Linked DNA regions of Sus scrofa: region 1 is linked to region 2. A link is a contact called in public HiChIP or PLAC-seq data. All regions are on one chromosome and are shown on one strand. The core of a region is the stretch at or near the end of the contact, and the rest is flanking DNA. Distances in the headings are between cores, read along the strand shown. Region 1 has its middle 70 kb from the start of ABR. Region 2 has its middle 32 kb from the start of BHLHA9.

Evidence for each region. HiChIP or PLAC-seq counts read pairs in DNA pulled down with a chosen protein or histone mark.
Region 1: an H3K27ac HiChIP or PLAC-seq map of alveolar macrophages shows a contact between it and region 2. The contact joins two enhancer-like sites. A contact is called at or near these places in 1 of 5 promoter capture datasets (liver), 12 of 47 Hi-C or Micro-C datasets (alveolar macrophages, blood, brain and 8 more) and 2 of 2 datasets of contacts at active chromatin or transcription factors (alveolar macrophages and skeletal muscle).

The regions. Positions count from the first base shown.
Region 1 is chr12:46,739,664-46,745,019 of Sscrofa11.1, forward strand. It overlaps a transcript of ABR not described here. Among named protein-coding and RNA genes, the nearest start is that of ABR, 70 kb to the right of the region's middle. Within about 2 kb of position 3,653, at least 27 of the 83 cell types and tissues checked have an H3K27ac peak or open chromatin away from gene starts, as enhancers often do. A contact at or near this core is called in alveolar macrophages, where this site is marked.
Region 2 is chr12:46,672,899-46,678,687 of Sscrofa11.1, forward strand. No RefSeq gene overlaps it. Among named protein-coding and RNA genes, the nearest start is that of BHLHA9, 32 kb to the left of the region's middle. Within about 2 kb of position 1,808, at least 10 of the 83 cell types and tissues checked have an H3K27ac peak or open chromatin away from gene starts, as enhancers often do. A contact at or near this core is called in alveolar macrophages, where this site is marked.

The sequences.
Region 1 (5,356 bases), core at 2,403-4,902, 69 kb after region 2:
ACCTCAGTTTCCCTTTTGCTCAAAGAGGGTCCTCTACCTTGGTGCCTTGGAGAAAATTGTGAGGGGAGTTTATAGAATGTACTCAACTTTTCAGCTTCCATTGCCCTTGAACTTTTTCAGGGACCTTTAGCAATGTAGAAGCTCCTGCCTCTCTCAAGTATTACTCTGACTTGAAGGCAAGGGGATTTTATTTTTCTAGATTATTTTATCTTTTTCTTATTGTAATTGCTATTGAATAGCAAAGTATGGAGGGGGCACACTTATGAAGTTAAGGGTTGCTTTGTCTCTTAAAAATGCTAAAAATTAACTCTGCAAAGACAATGAGACACATACAGAACACAAAGGGTGTGGTTTGGCTTTGGTGGCTTCAACATAAGTCATGATATTTCTTCTTTAGGCTTGTGGTAATCTTTTCAGGGGGTGCTGTTTCATTTTTTGCCTTGTTTTGGTCCTCAGGGGAAAGGTATAAAGTAAGTGTGTGTGTGTGTGTGTATGTGTGCACGCCCATGTGCAAAATCCAACCAATGTCATGATAATAGCTGCTTTTGCTTGGGTGGGTATGATGGAGCACATCCTGCACTGAGGAGTCTTACATCTGCTCATCTCGTTTGATCCTCTCAACAATGTGGTCGAGGCAGTTACCATGACTGTCATTTTACAGTGAAAGAAAACGGAGGCTCAGAGAGGTTGAATTGCTTAGGACCCCAGATCCTGAACCCAGGTCTGTTCTATCTCTAGAACCACATCCTGACCTAAACCATTAAACGCTGCATCTGCAACAGCAGCAGCCCAGAAGCCGGCCTCTTGATGCTATTGCTGATGTGAACAGCTTTGGGGGATGCTGCTGCTTGCAGGGGACCTGGTAGCAGTGCCCAGGAGAATTAGCAGGTGTCCTACCCTTAGACACCTGGGATGGGAGGATGGGCTCACCCTGCTACTGTCTTGGCAGTTCTGCTTTTATAAAAGTAAATATCCGTCTCCACATTGGCTGGGAAACAGGGACCTTTGGACCAGATTGGCACAACCAATGCCTGGGCCAAGCCATGGCATTCTCCTGCGGGCTATCACTTCTACCATATCAGCAGCCATGCCCATCGATAGCCTGGCCTCCTGAGAAGTGCGCCCTCAGCCCCATTGTCTGGGGGTGAGGCTAAATTCACCTGGACGCTGCCTCATCTCACCTGCCATGGGGACCAGGGTGTCTGCCCTAAAGGGAGCTTTACTGATTTTATCCTGGCAGTATGTGGGCCTCTAAAATCAGAAGTGCTTATGAAGTGGGATGAACTGGAATCTGGGGTTAGTAGATGCAAACTATTGCCTTGGGAATGGATAAGCAGTGAGGTCCTGCTGAATAGCACAGGGAACTACATCTGGTCGCTTATGATGGAGCATGATAATGTGAGAAGAAGAATGTGCATGTGTAGGTGTGACTGGGTCACTTTGCTGTAGAGAAGAAAATGACAGAACACTGTAAACCAACTATAATGGAAAAAATAAAAGTCATTTTAAAAGAAGTGCTTATGAAACCTGCAGCCACTAAGGAGGGTTTGTTAGAAATAGAAGATCATCTCTTGCCACTTGCTCTCCCAGAGCTTCCCAGTCAGTGCCTAGAACGGATTAAAGATGAGGGGAAGTACTGCTGTCTCAGCCTCGGGGTGGCTGGGCAAGTCATGGGGCAGGGAAATGCCCCCCTGGCCTCTGACAACTGTTAGCTCTGTCTGCTCATCCCAGGGAGCTGTGCCAACATCAGCATTTCCTGCATGTGCCACAGTGTGGAAAAGTTCGGAAAGCACCCCTCTGTCCTGCCCCCCCCCTTTTTTTTAAGGACTGCACTCACAGCATATGGAGGTTCCCAGGCTAGGGATCTAATCGGAGTTACAGCTGCCAGCCTGTGCCAGAGCCACAGCAACGCCAGATCCGAGCTGCGTCTGCGATCTACACCACAGCTCATGGCAACGCCGGATCCTTAACCCACTGAGCGAGGCCAGGGATCGAACCTGAAACCTCATGGTTCCTAGTCGGATTCGTATTCACTGCGCCACGACAGGAATTCCTGTCCTGCCCTTCTGAGACTAGAGGGGCAAACCCCTCCGCTGCTCGCTCTGTCCCTGCTGGGAGTTAGGCTTTGGCAGTGAACTCACACCAACTTTGTCCTTACCATTCCCCCCACTCCGCCCTGTCCGCTCAGTTTCCGTTGCCGCAGGGCTGACGTTACAGGCCCAGAGCTGGTACAGCCCCTCTGAGGCAGGCGGGCAGCCCTGGCCAACCCCAGGACTCCCGTCTAATCTTGAAGCTGTAGCCCAGCTCTGAGGAAGGAAGAGGCCTGAGGCCCTGTCAGGAGCGGCTCCCAGCTTCCTGCTCTGCAGATACGACTTTATTTCCCTTGTCCCTGGGCAGCACTGACCAGCGGGTGAGGTTCCTCCCTCCCTTCCCCCAAGGAACCGGAGACATCTCCCAAAAGTGCACTGTGCGCAGACCTGGAGGACAGGGGCTCCTCTTTGTGTTTGGGGCCAAGGAGGCCCTGAGCAGAGTGAGGTCAGAACTTGTCAAGGTAGCCCTTGCCTGGCTGGATGTAACAGGACCAGGGAGAGAGTGGAGGCTGGGCCAGCCAGGGATCAATGGCCAAGAAGCTCCTGAGCACAACCTGGAGAGCTGCTTTATGTCTTTGGAAAGACTGCCCCCTGACTCCCCTTTTTGTAGCAGAAAAAGTGCTAAGGGGGTAGTACAGCCGCAGATCACATTTTACTCTTTTATTATCTAAACTTTTACAGTCGTGGCTTTATTAATTTCACAACAGGAAAAACAAACCGAATAAACTTAGAGTTAAAAAAAAAAGAGACCCAACAGCCTATATGCTTCACACCTTCCTTGAGGTCTCTGATACATGTGAAATGCATACAAATGAGCAAGTGACAGGGTGCTAATTGCAGTGTGGCTTCTGAGCCACAGCTTGGGTATTCTTCACAGCAGGCCTGGTTCCTGTTTCTACATTCTTCCCTGCTACCTGCAGAGGCAAAGAGAACTTGTTTTCTAGGATAAGGAAGCTTCCACACCTTCCCCAGCTCCCTCAGAAGAAGGAGGGTCTGCGTGGGGGAGAGTGCCTTGTCCTCAGAACCAGACACTTTGGGAACCAAGATGAGGCAGGCCAGGGGGAAAGTCAGCTCCTGTTCATGGCTCCAATCACGTTCTTGACAAGACAGAACCTCTTCCTTTTCGGTCCTCCAGCCACATTGGAAATCAGCAGAAGCGCTGGCCGCGTGTACTGCTCCTGGTCTCTGTGGCCTTGTAGGAAGTTAGGGCTCCTCGTGGGCCTGGACGGAAGCGTGGCTGCTCGTGTGTGCAGCTCCATGTGTGGCCCTGGGGCCAGAGCTTCTCTGTGGCTGCTTCCTCATCTGTGGTTAGTCATGTGGGAGGCAAATAGGGTCTCTTTTTACAAAAGCAGCCCTATTACTTCCAGAGGAAAAAAAAAAACCAGCTCAGCCTCCCTGAGAGCCCCCAAAGAACTAACCGCCTGAGTGGAGACCCTGGCCAGCTAGGCCTGTCTTAGCAGCTTTGCTCCAACAGTGCATCTGCCCCAAGAGCCAAGGATCTGAGGGGCAGGGCAGGCCTGGAGCCAGGTCCAGCTGGTACTAAGAAGAGCCACCATGACCTTTCTAGCCCATCTGGGTGGTTGCTGCTCTCTTCTGCTTCGGGCTGCCTGGCCTCTAGCCTGTGTACAGGGGCCTCCTGCCAAAGAGACTGCTCTCTGGGGAAACTGGAACCAAGTCAAGATCTCTTTCTGGCTGCGCTGTCTCTCCCAGTGGTCCCAGGCCCCCTGGGGGTCCAGAAAGGGGACCCTTCCTAGCATCCTTCCCCCCTCTGCGGGTGGCCTGTGGCCACCGTCGTGTAATGAGCACGTGGCTTCCTGGAGGAAAGAAGCTTGCATAAGCAGATAGAAATAGGAACCTGGAAAATAACTCTGTGGGGCATGTAAGGGGTTGAGCAAGGAGTTGTCTAGAAGACACTGGGCCATGGGAGGGAGCGTGGGGGGAAGAACCGTGTGTCATCCGCGTCATGGCTAAGATCTAAGGAGGTCAGCGAACGTAGGCTCAGGAGGGGTCAGGCGGTCTGGGGGGGTGGCAGCAGGCAACGTCTTCCTGTCTGCCACCTGTCAGACTAGACATTGGGCACAGGGCCCACCCCAGATGGGGTGCACAGGGGCGGGCCTTGGAGATCTTTTAGCTGGAAGCTGGGGCCGCTGCGGCTCCTGGCGCCCAGCCCTCACCCTCTCCACCCAAAGCACAGGATCAGGCCCTCTTCCTGGTGGCTCTGCACTAGGAGTGATTCTAAGTGTCCCTCCAGTTCTCAGCTGAGCCTGGACCAGGCAGGCTCAGAGATGAGTGGCCCCTCAGCACTGGGAAGTGCTTTTCCCCGGGTGGCTTCACAGGGGAACCAAAATCCCTCAGAGCCTCTGCCTTTTGAGGTTCTATAGGAAGGTTTCTCAGAAGTGCAGAGTCTTTCCTTAGGAAAGTGAATCTCATCCCTCTCCTGCAGTGTTTTCTTCCCCCAAGGCCTCTAGCTCTCTTTCGAGAACAAAGAATTTTTGAGAAAGTTCTGAGTGTTCTGGTCTTTTGGGGGGCTAGGGTAGTAGAGACATGAAAATTCGGATAAGGCAGGATGTACAGCAGATACCTCAGTCTTCTCCTGCATTCTCCTGAGAGGGTGGCTAAGGGACACTTTTCCTTAAAGCGCTCCTTACAATACTTGGCTGCACCTGAGCCGGGCAGGGCTGGAGGCTGCTTTTCTGAGAGACGTAACTGTCCTATTGCTTCGCAGAACACCGTAACCGCCAGGGACACTCCAGGGACAGGCCTCATGTCCAGGGATTAGTTGAAAGACCCAAGAGCTTGTGAGACTTCAGTTGAGCAAGAGGGTGAAAACGCATCGTAGCGTCTTTGCCCTGCTCCTCCCCCAGGAGGGTCGCTTTAAGAGCGCCTCTCTTAAATTCATGATAGTGTCAGGTGCCAAAGCTGCCTGGTATGCCCTTTCTTGCCAGCGAAGCTATCTTACGGTATCGGAGGCTAGGATGCCTTCTGCAGCACCACGTGACTGGATGGGCACAGTCACGTGGTGACTGTCTTAGCTCAGGCTGCTCTAACAACATGCCATAGACTGGGCGGCTTGAACAGTGGGTACTTAATTCTCACAGTTCTGGAAGCTGGGACATCCAAGATCAAGGTGCCAGCGTGGCCAAGTTCTTGGTGAGGGCTCTCTTCCTGGCTTGCTGTCGATGTCTTCTTGCTGTGTGTCCACATGGCAGAGAGAGGGCTCTGTCTCTTCCTCTTCTTATAAGGGAGCCAATCCCTTTATGGGAACC
Region 2 (5,789 bases), core at 558-3,057:
TGGGAGTGTGACATGCCTATACCTGCCTGCCCCCTCCTCCCGGCACCTACAAGCAGAGTGTCCAAGCTCTGTATTCTCCTGGGGTCTCACCCAGTGCCCACTCCTCCTGCCTCGGTTCCATGGGGAGTCTCCTGCCACTCCCTGAGGCCTTCTCAGAGGTACCCAATTCTCTCCTCTCCCAGGGCTCCAGGAAGGGGCCAGGGTTTGAGGTCCCCCTGCCCCAGAGAATGAGCGCTCCTGCGGAACAGTCAGGTGGCACACACTGGCGAGTGGTGTGAGCTTGGGCTGCGGGGGAGGTTCCAGAACATAAGGCTATTTTTAGCCTGGCACAGATGCCCAACTCCCCGCCAAGGCAGGGGGCGTGGTAGGTGGGAAGCAATCATTGTTATTATTTTATTAACCATTTAGGATGCCGCGGGCAGTGAGCCTCACCTGGTTTCATCACTAGTTTTCCTGATCACGATTCCTTCCTGCTTGTTACTTCAGGAACAGCATTCTTCCCAAGGGGCCAAAGAAGGGCCAGGGAGAAAATGAAATTGACCAAGTGACAATGAATGAGGGCAAAGAAGGGATACATATTCATCCTGCTCCATCAGCAGTGGGAGTGGGTCCAAAAAAACACTTAGCCTCACAAATTGCTCACTTATCCTCCCCATAGTGAGTTTGCTCCAAATGGTTTGGAAAACTATTGCTGCTCATCAAAGGCGGCAGGCCCGCTGCTGGAAGGGGGCCAGCGGGGGCCCGGCAGGAGTCTGAAATGCGCCTGGATTCATTATCTTTATCTAGTCCAATGTTTTAGTGGTAGGTTTTTGTTTGATTTCAAAGTGAGATGGTTAGGTCATTATGTGTTAAATTATAGCTTTTAATTAGCGAATCTATTGAAATGAAAAGCCTAAGAGAGGCTCACATGCCTCTTAAGTTTTTGTTTGGAATTTATAATTGTCGCTGTTTGGAAATGATTAGTTAGGGGCGTTAAAGTCTTTTTTTTTTTTTTTTAAAGAAAAGCCTCAAATTATATGTTGTTGGGGGAGGGGATAATGGGGGTGCCAGTAAGATAGATACACAAACCTTACAAGCGATGCTATTTGTATTATTACCCACACCCAGTGTCCTTGTATTTGCAGAAAAAGAGGGGGGATGGCTGTTTTCTGATCATTCATGTATGCTTCCCCAAGTTGAGCCGGCGTTGGGAATTGAGGCATCAATGGGTAGTGAGTTGGCCAGAAAAGTGGTTACACCTGATTACAGGTGGAGTTTTGTTTACCATTTACCCATTTTCGATATCCCCCAGAAGGTAGGGGAAATGGGGGGGCCCTGCCTCAACCTTGGTAGATTTTCCCCTTTGATCATCTGGTTTTTGCATTTGGGAGGAATAAGGAAGTTTCCTTGTTCTGACTTTGCGTCTGAGCCTTTCTCCCACCTGGCTTAGCGTGTGCTCGGTTAGTTGCAGAACAATCTTGGATCCAGCAGGGGGCGCGCCACTGCCTTTTTTTTTAGAGCTCCAGCTTCCATCTCTAGCGAAACCACACCCCCACCATCTGCGCCAATGGTGTGATTTTCTCCCGTGTCTGCGTTGGTTCTCCTCTGGTAACAGCAAGGATGTAGATTACAATCTCTGTGCCTTGGGCTTCTGGCTGGGAGCGGTGGTTAAGACGAGTACCCTGGTTTTCTTCATCTTCTCACACCCCAGAAGAGCATGACTGCCCCCTGCACAGGGGGCCGAGGCAGCGAGAGCCCCGAGGAGTTTGAGCCACTTCCCCCCATTCCTTTGCTCTGTGTTCTGCAGGTGCCACGACAGCGGGTGGGAAGCCTCTCTAGGGTGTGGGGTGGACACACATCCACCGTCCCTCTTCCGATCTCCTGTGGTGCTTGGACATCTTGTACCTTGAGCAGCAAATCCATTAGAATGGAGACCAGGGTTGTCCTCTGATCTATTCCTGAGACTCAGCACAGGGCTAATACGGGATACATGATACATAATGCATGAATGAATTCGTGTAAACTGTTGTTTTAATTATTTCATTCTTTCTGTACTGAGCATGTACTTCGTGCCAGGCACTGAGGAACTAGGGATTAAAATATAATCCCTGTCCTCTAGGAGGCTACAATCTGGAGACAAAGACATGACTCTGGGCAACTAGAATTTCTAGCTTCCCCTAGTTAGTGGCCAACTAACTTCATTTAGCCAGCAGGATCCATACCCGTCACAGAGCAGGGGTACATATTGGCTGGACAGACAATATCCTTCTGAAATTAAACCATTTCTTGGAGTTCCCATCGTGGCTCAGTGGTTAATGAACCTGACTAGTATCCATGAGGAGGTGGGTTCAATCTCTGGCCTCGCTCAGGGGGTTAAGGATCCGGCTTTGCCGTGAGCTGTGGTGTGTGTAGGCTGCCAGCTACAGCTCTGATTTGTCCCCTAGCCTGGGAACCTCTATATGCCACGGGTGTGGCCCTAAAAACACAAAAAGCAAACAAAAACAAAAAACAACCCCACTTAGCAGTGAACTTGACTCCCACCTTTTTTCCCAAGGGTGTGAGGGCAGGGCAGGGTTCTAATTCAGATGCCTCAGTCTCCGATGACTTTGAAGCTCCCAAGGACACTCCACATCCCATACTTGCCAGGAAAGCAGGTCACTTCGCAAAGGTCCCTTTGGACCCACAGCCCTTTGGCTGTGCATCAGCGTCTCTGGGAGTGATTTTTCCCTCAGAAGGAGAGATGAGAAAATAGCCCACTAATAAATAGCACTTTGTCCTAGAGGACTTTGGCTGTAATTGAGGTTTTGTTTGTTTTGATTTTGTTTTAGGCGGTAGATTTGATGTGTGGCCACCCCACCTTGCTTTCATCTTTATTCTTAATGATCACACTTAACTCCACTTACAGGAGTAATCAAAGAGGTGAAACCCTCTCCCTGCAGGGAGAATAGCACAGTTAAGAAGCCTGGAAAAAGGAATTGTTTTCTGATGAGCAAATGTCAAATTTTATAGGAGATTAGCTTTGGGTATTAACGAGAAGGTTGTCATTATGGCCTGAAGCAACTATTCGCATCTCTAGAGCTCTGATGGCCAAGAAAGCAGAATAACTGTTTGAGAAGTGCTTTAATGTACATATTTTCGTCCCTGAAAAAGGCTAGAGCATAAAACAAGTAAACAGAAAGACGCTAAATCTTTTTGACTCTTGCAGCAATAAAACCCCAAAACTTAGTTTTTATAATTTCATGGTATTGAAGATTTTACTAGAATTGACATTTTGTAAATCACACAATGGCTCCGGCTCCAGCTGTGTGCACTGGTTTTAATCAAATACTGTCTGTCACTTAGATTACATTTCTCCCTCCATAGCCCCCCAGCTATGGGTCCCAATGACTGCAATTAAAACCACTTCACTACATGGTTTTACAGGGGAATTCTACCAAACCTTTAAAGAGAAAATAATCTCAGCGCTGTTTAAACTGTTACATGCTATAGAAAGAGAAGGAAAATATTCAAAATCTTTTAGAAATAAGAGCATAAGACTGATATCAATCCCATGAAGACTTCACTAAATATATATAGGTGTAGTTCATTAATTAATATTAATGCAAAATGTTCCAATGCAATATGAATAGAATATAGTATATTAAAATTAATATATCCTGATGACATGGAGTTTATTCCAGGAATTCAAGGATGGTTCAACATCTGGACCTCTGCTACCAAAACTTAGAACTTCCTCTCCTGGTGACTAGATAATTTATAACAATCCTTTCCACAAAGAAAAAATTTTCAAGTTAGACAAAGTTTAACAAAAATATTTTTTAAGGCATCAAAGAATTAATAAGAGATCAATTACTCAGTGAAATCTGGGAGAGGTTGGGAATGTAGATTGCTGAGCAAAAAACACTTGGGATCACTTTTTCTTTTTCTTTTTTTTTTTTTTTTGGCTTTTACGGCCTCACCCGTGGCATATGGAAGTTCCCAGGCTAGGGGTCCAATCAGAGCTACAGCTGCCAGGATCCAAGCTGTGTCTCTGACCTGCACTACAGTGCCGGATCCCCAACCCACTGAGCGAGGCCAGGGATCAAACCCAAAGCCTCATGCATACTAGTCGCGTTGGTTTCTGCTGCACCACAATGGGACCCAGGGGTCACTTTTTCCAGAAATATTTGCTGACAGTCTAAGATGTACTTTGGGCAGTCCCACAGGGATGGGGGACAAAAAATGGAATTCACCAAGGGTAGGGACTTTGGTAAACCACTCCGACTGTGTTTAATTCAGATAGAATCTAGAAGCAGTGGGAGAATAGGTTGATTGATCAGTATGTAGTGTTGGAACAACTGGGTAGCCACTGGACAAACAAAATTGGATTCAGACTTCATACTACATAGGAAGATAAATTCCAATTGAATCAAAGTTTGGAATGGAAAAAAATGAAATTACAAAAGTAATAGAAGAAAAATATGACCAGATTCTTTGATAATTCCAGAGTGAGTAAGGCCTTTCTCGCTATATCACAAAATCCAAAAGCTACTAAAAAGAAATGGATAAATTTGGAGTTCTGTGGAGGCCTAGGGGATTAAGGATTAATAGTTGTCGCTGCTGTGGCTCAGGTCACTGCCATGGCATGGGTTCAGTCCCTGGCCTGGGAACTTCTGCAAGCTGCAGATGCTGCCAAAAAGAAAAGAAAGAAGGAAGGGAGATGGGAAGGAAGAAAGAAAGGAAGGGAAAAGACAGGAAAGAAAGGAAGAGATAAATTTGACTACCTAAAAAAAATTGCAAGGGAAATAATATAAACAAAGTCAAAAGACAAACCACAAACATGGAAAAATATGTTCAACTCAAATCACAGGCAAAGGGTTAATTCCCATAACGTTTAAAGAGAAAAAGATAACTAGCCCAAGAGAAAAATGGGCAAAAGATATAAACAGATGGTCCACAAAAAAAGAAAAGAGAAATGGATCTTATAAAAAGATGCTCAACCCTAGTCATATGGTAAATGCAAATTAAAATCACATTGAGCTACCATTTTTCACCCATTGTTGTACTGGTAAAAATCCAAAAGTTTGATATCACGCTGCATGGACCAGAAAACAAGCATTCTCACACATTGCCAGCAGGAAGGTAAATTGACACCCCCCATCAAGGGCAGTTTGTCAGTATTTATCAAAATTACAAATGTTTATACCCTCTGATTTTATAATCCCACTCCCATAATTTTTTCTTATGCATCTATACACATGTGCAAAGTGATATTCATACAGGTTCTCCGTGATAATTACATAATGGCAAAAGGATGGAAACAGCTAAATGTTCAACAGTAAAGGATTGGTTAAATAAATGATTCCTCCATCACTTGGAATATTGTACAGGTGAAAAGAGAGAAGGAGGCCCCTTATGTATTTTATGGAAAGTTCAGCAGGATACATTCTAACCAAAATTTACAACAGTGTGCTATTGGAGTTCTCGTTGTAGCTCAGCAGTAAGGAACCCTAATAGTATCCATGAGGATGCGGGTTTGATCCCTGGCCTTGCGCAGTGGGTGAAGGGTCTGGTGTTGCTGTGAGCTGTGGTGTAGGCCACAGATGTGGCTCAGACCTGGCATTGCTGTAACAGTGGCAGAGGCTGGCAGCTGCAGCTCTGATTCTATCTTTAACCTTGGAACTTCCATATGTCGTGGGTGTGGCCCTAAAAAGACAAAAAAAAAAAAAAAAAGAACAGTGTGCTAACATTTGGGTTTTTAAAAAAGAGAGGGAGAGAGAGGGTAAAAAAGTATACCCAACAGTAGCTTACATACATGTAAACATTTTCTA